2 separate regions of the Rattus norvegicus genome follow, and region 2 is linked to region 1. The links are chromatin contacts, called in public Hi-C maps. All regions are on one chromosome and are shown on one strand. Each heading gives the region's core, a stretch centred on a gene start, on an enhancer-like site or on the middle of the called end of the contact. The rest is flanking DNA. Distances are from core to core; before and after follow the strand shown. Region 1 holds the start of Asdurf (ASNSD1 upstream open reading frame). Region 2 has its middle 18 kb from the start of Mstn.

The links. Hi-C and Micro-C count contacts between places; a contact is called where the count stands out from the background.
Region 2: a Hi-C map of psoas muscle shows a contact between it and region 1, with 2.7 times the contacts expected there. The contact joins the enhancer-like site here to the promoter of Asdurf in region 1. A contact is called at or near these places in 7 of 12 Hi-C or Micro-C datasets (the A7r5 cell line, frontal cortex, kidney and 3 more).

The regions. Positions count from the first base shown.
Region 1 is chr9:55,617,527-55,620,226 of GRCr8, reverse strand. Asdurf (ASNSD1 upstream open reading frame) reads right to left here and starts at 1,428. Exons shown (of 4, transcript NM_001399676.1): 1 at 1,282-1,428. The coding sequence starts at 1,371. It overlaps Asnsd1 (asparagine synthetase domain containing 1), which reads right to left and starts at 1,428. Exons shown (of 6, transcript NM_001106763.1): 1 at 1,282-1,428. It also overlaps a transcript of Slc40a1 not described here.
Region 2 is chr9:55,967,847-55,970,546 of GRCr8, reverse strand. No RefSeq gene overlaps it. Among named protein-coding and RNA genes, the nearest start is that of Mstn, 18 kb to the right of the region's middle. Within about 2 kb of position 1,431, at least 6 of the 93 cell types and tissues checked have an H3K27ac peak or open chromatin away from gene starts, as enhancers often do.

The DNA of each region.
Region 1 (2,700 bases), core at 179-2,678:
AGAGAAATGAATGTGGCTTCTCCTCTTTACCAATAGCCAGTGGTTTTATGATGTATGCACTGGATGACAGCCAGACATTCGGATAAAATGAACGGAACGGTACTGAACGAACGCCCTTCCTGCAGTGGTACAACATCATCTCCCACCCTTGTATCATTCTATTTTGAGTATTAAGGACAGCATACTGCTGGTATCCTTAAGCTCAGTTTGTTCCTTATCATCAGATGAAATGCCCAAATAGGCAATAAGTCTACACTGACACAGCTACACAGTGCCAAGAGGCTTGCTATGGCAGTAGCCAGAGTATTCTGAAAACTCATCCCCACCCAAATGAGTGTGCATGGGCAGTGCTAAGAGCTGTACTAACATACGACAAAGCTACATTGAGTACACCCTCCCTGAGATTCAAGGCTGCTTGTACAGCGCTTTTATGCTCACTACAAACGACAGGTATATAATATATCTCACTTTAGGTGACACCACAGAATACTGTGGCACACTGGAAATAAGGCAATGTACTGAAGATGTCATACAGGACAGAAAAAAAATATGGAATTCAGGATGTTTAATAACTGAAAAGGCTGCACCCACACCCCCTCCAATCCACACGTTTAAAGATTTTTGTCTGTAACTGGAAGTTGAGATCACTGTACAGTTCAGGTATGGGGTTGCCTCCCTGAAATCCTGACTATTAGGCAAGAGAATAATTCAAGGTGATCCTCAAACAATATTTGAGGCTGGCCTGAGCTACTTATGAAACCCTATCCCAAAAAGAGGAAGGGAAAAAATTAATCTGCTACAGTCCTGGTTGAATAATAAAGAGATGACCAAACTGATGTTTTTAGGATCACTTAAAGGTGAGAATATATTTTAAGGTCAACAGGCAACTGATAACTTCGGTTAAGAAAATTTTGCCTGAGTCTGGAAGAACGGGCAGATTTCTAAACTTTCATGATGGACGTCATGGATGGCGTCCAGGCGGGTACATGGCTAAATGGATGAAGCACAGCCAACGAGCAACAGATCACATGTGTGAAGGGTTCCGAGAGGAGAGTGGTGCAAACGCGTAAAGGAAAAACGTCATTAAGACCTCTGTCTCAGTATCACTGTTGTTTGCAGTGGATAAATCTGTGCCTCCATCATAGCAAATCTGCAGGACGCAGGGGAAACCAGCGGCCGGTGCTGAGAATGGACCGGTGAGGCTACTGGGCACCGATGCGACCGCGGGACCCGTTTCCCGCCGCCCGCCGCCCACCGCCCATCCTCGGCGTCCCACGGCACCTTACTGCTAAGGGCCTCGGCGTGCGCGGTCGATGTGCGGGTGGGTCCCGGCGCGGCGCTGTCTCCGGGGTGCTCCGCACCGCTAGGCATCGCCACGCCGCACCGAACGGAGGAACCGCGGTGGATGAAACAGCAGGCGGCAGGCCCAACCGGAAGCCAGTGTTCCTTTCAGGACCCTGCCCCTTCCGGAACCTCGACCAATGGAGTGCGCATATTTACGCCTGCTCAGTAGCAGGCGTGGATACTAGATCCTGGAACTCCGACTTTAAGTAGCTGTGCATCAGCGCACATTAGTTTTGGCTAAAGGTTCGTCTGGCTTGGCTGGAGAGTCTATGAATGGTCTGTGTTGCCCCCTAGCGGATGCTATGTAAAAATAAATCACTAATCAGTAGTGTGCCTAACACTGTGGTCTTGGCTTTTTTTTTTTAATTTTTTAAATTGGATATTTTTATTTACATTTCAAATGTTATTCCCCTTTCCGGTTTCCCATTCATAAACACCGTATCCCATCCCCACTTCCCCTTCTTCTATGAAGGTGTTCCCCGTCCCCAACCACCAACCGCTTCCCACCTCCCCACCCTGACATTCCCCAACAATGAGGATCCAGCCTTGGTAAGACCAAGGACTTTTCCTCCCCTTAGTGCCCAACAAGGCCATACTCTGCTACATATGCAGCTGTAGCCATGGGTTTGTCCATGTATATAGTCTTTGGATGGTGATTTAGTCCCTGGAGCTCTGGTTGGTTGGTATTGTTGTTCTTATGGGGTTGCAAGCTCCTTCACCTCCTTCAATCCTTTCTCTAACTCCTCCAATGGTACCCCGTTCTCAGTTCAATGGTTTGCTGCTAGCATTTGCCTGTGTATTTGTAATGCTCTGACTGAGCCTCTCAGGAGACAGCTGTATCAGGCTCCTGTCAGCATGCACTTCTGGGCATCAGAAATATTGTATGTTTATGGGCTGGAACCTCAGGTAGGGCAGGTTCTGAATGGCAATTCCTTCAGTCTCTGTTCCAAGCTTTGTCTCCATATCTCCTCCTATGAATATTTTTACTCCCCCTTTTAAGAAGAACTGAAGCATCCACAGTTTGGTCGTCCTTCTTAAGCTTCATGTGGTCTGTGGATTGGATCTTGGGTAATTCGAGATTTTTGGCTAATATCCACTATCAGTGAGTGTGCATACCATGTGGTTTTTTTTTTTTTGTTTTTTTGTTTTTTGTTTTTTTTTTTGTGATTGGGTTACCTCACTAGGGATGATATTTTCTAGTTCCATCGATTTGCCTATGGATTTCATGAAGTCATTATTTTTGTAGAAATATACCACATTTTATATCCATCCTCTGTTGAGGGTTATTTGATTCTTTCCAGCTTCTGGCTATTATAAATAAGGCTACTGTGAACATAGTGGAGCATGTGTCCTTGT
Region 2 (2,700 bases), core at 182-2,681, 350 kb before region 1:
AACAAAGATATCTCTCCTACTAATTTTAACTTTTGAGAGCAGTGCTTTCAAAGCAGATAGCACATTCATGTCACCTGACAGCTTTAAGATCATTTGATTCCTTCTGGACAATTGTATTAGGCTCTCTGAGGACAAATACCTGTGTTTTGTGTGATACATTTTTAAAAAGTGCATCAGAGTGCAGTCCCTGGGCCTGAAGTCAGGGTCAGCAGCTCACTGCCTGTGTGAGTCTTCAAGAAAGATCCTTTGCTCAAAGAGAGTAGACTGAACATGTTCTTGCAACATGCATAGTTGTGTAATGTAAAGCATATGTTATCTACCATGAGTTTGGCATTATAAAATGTATATTTTCAAACATTATATTGTCTACCATATATATTTTGATATATGTCTATATATAATGTACATAAATATATAACTTAATTATGATATACAATATGAATTTATATATAAATATAAATTATGTATACAATTTTAACTTGTTAATTAAAGAATAAGTTCAGGCAAGACAGTATATAGGAATGTCTTTTGTTGTGTCTGACCTACAGACTGCATTAGTAGAGAGAGACTGAGCCTGAGGATTCATGAGATCTGACTTTTCTCAGCATTTGGTAAATAAATGGTAAATTAAATGTTCTGTGCTTTTGCTTCTTAGTATAATGGTTAGAGTAATTCTCATCTCTGACTTATGAATATTAAACTACAAAAATTTCTTTTGCACTGAACTTGGCTCATTTCTTTATTGTTTGGGCCAGCAAAAATGCTATGAAAACAGCCCTGGAGTATTCCTTGAATGTATAAACATGCTATGGTAGGTATAGGATGTATAGGCTCTATACTCATAATAATAGATTTTATAGTAATGTATATACTCCTCATTATTATACATTTTATAGTAGTGTCTATACTTGTTTATATTTTACTGAATTATAGTAAAATACATTTAAGTGTTACCATTTTAGGGGTGAGCAGGTCCATAGGGCAGTTGTATTCATTAGGTCAGTGAGCTGGAGACAGATACGGCATCAGTTATCTTCCACCCCTGTTGTGAGGGAGAGCTGCTGCCCAGACCTGATTCTAAGTGTAGACCAGGGTAGCCTGGAGCACAGGGATGAGAGTAGGCATGCTAGACTTCTTGAAATCAAGTCTGACAGAGCCATCGGCTACCTGCTTCTCAGGGCGGTCAGGGCAGTAGCGGAGGGTTGCGATCAGGAGGGAATGCGTCAGCAGTGTTAAAACAAGCATCCCGCTCCATCTGGAGAACCAATGCTATAAATAGGAGCTCTGACCATGGCTCACACCAGGCTCTTGTATAATTATCTGTCTTCACAAGATGTGCCTGGCACATAGGACTGAAGAGCCTGGAGCTGTGCCTGATATACACAAGGTACTCAATAAGTGTTCCTTGAGCTGAACTGACTGGTGTCCTCTTCCAGGAACACTTCCTTGACTGGAACTGGATGTTAACATGTATTGGCTCTCACCAAGAGCCTGGTCCTGTATATAGCGATCACCTCATCCACTTGGCAAACTTCTGTCCATCCTTCAAGATCTAGCTCAAATGTCACCTGTTCTGCTAAACCTTCTTGACTGGCTCCAGCAAAGTGCCCCATGTCTCGTCACTGACAGCTCTTTGCTCAACAGTCAAAAGAAGCCTTACCACACTCAATTTGATCATATCTGCTTACCAGTCTGTCTCCCACACTGCAATGTGAGGTCATCATGTCTTTATTAATTTTTCTTTTGGTTAGTGAGACTTAACGAGGAACCAGTGAAACTATTTTTAAAGCATTTTTAATTTTGCTGAAAGAATAAGACACATTAATGCATTTATTCAGGGAACTTTGTCCTTATAGACATATGGTGAGCTAATATTTTTCTGTAACCAAGGAAGGACGATTTTTATTTGACTGAGAAAGAACGATTTCTCTGTATTCCCACATGTCAGCTCCTAGTAGCTTCCAGGAGGTGCCTAACATGCACACTAGTATCTGTTGTGCAACCAAACTCATGTTCTCAGGATATCTATTTTACCAGGCAGCTATGTGCTGGCATGCACAATAAGGCTGTAACAGAGCAAACCATGAGCAGGTTTCTACATAAATGGGTGTGCACTGGGCTCCTTTCCACCTGAGTGTTACCACCCTCAAATCCAACTAAATTCCGATAGTTCAGATACTGCTCTACTTACAAGATGCCATCTTAAGGAATCCACCATGAATTAAAAGTTGCAGACATCAAAGTTACATGTGACACATGCAGCCTACCGAACAGTTTGCCTTAGCAACAGAACCCCATGGGGAGTTGTTTTTTACTTTTGTGACACTGTGACAAACCTGAGACTTGTTGCCATTGTTGCTGCCTAGCACTACAAGAACATCACAATGCACATTGCTAGCCTATGCCAGAGTTGATATTAAATGTGAATTCAAAACTTCATGTACTAAGGGTTTGCTTACCGGCCTATGGTACAATCAGGAGATGGGACATTAGGAACTCACTTCTCCAGCTGTAACAGACATTTTATGCTCCCCTTCCACTCTTGCCCTCCCAGACCCTCCCCTACATTATTTCATCCTAAAATTTGTCTTTCCATTTCCAAATTTTATTTACTACATTTATTGCTTTATATTAGTACATATAAATTTGCCTGGAGACATTGTGTTATTTCATTGATCCTAATTCTGGGACATGTGGATC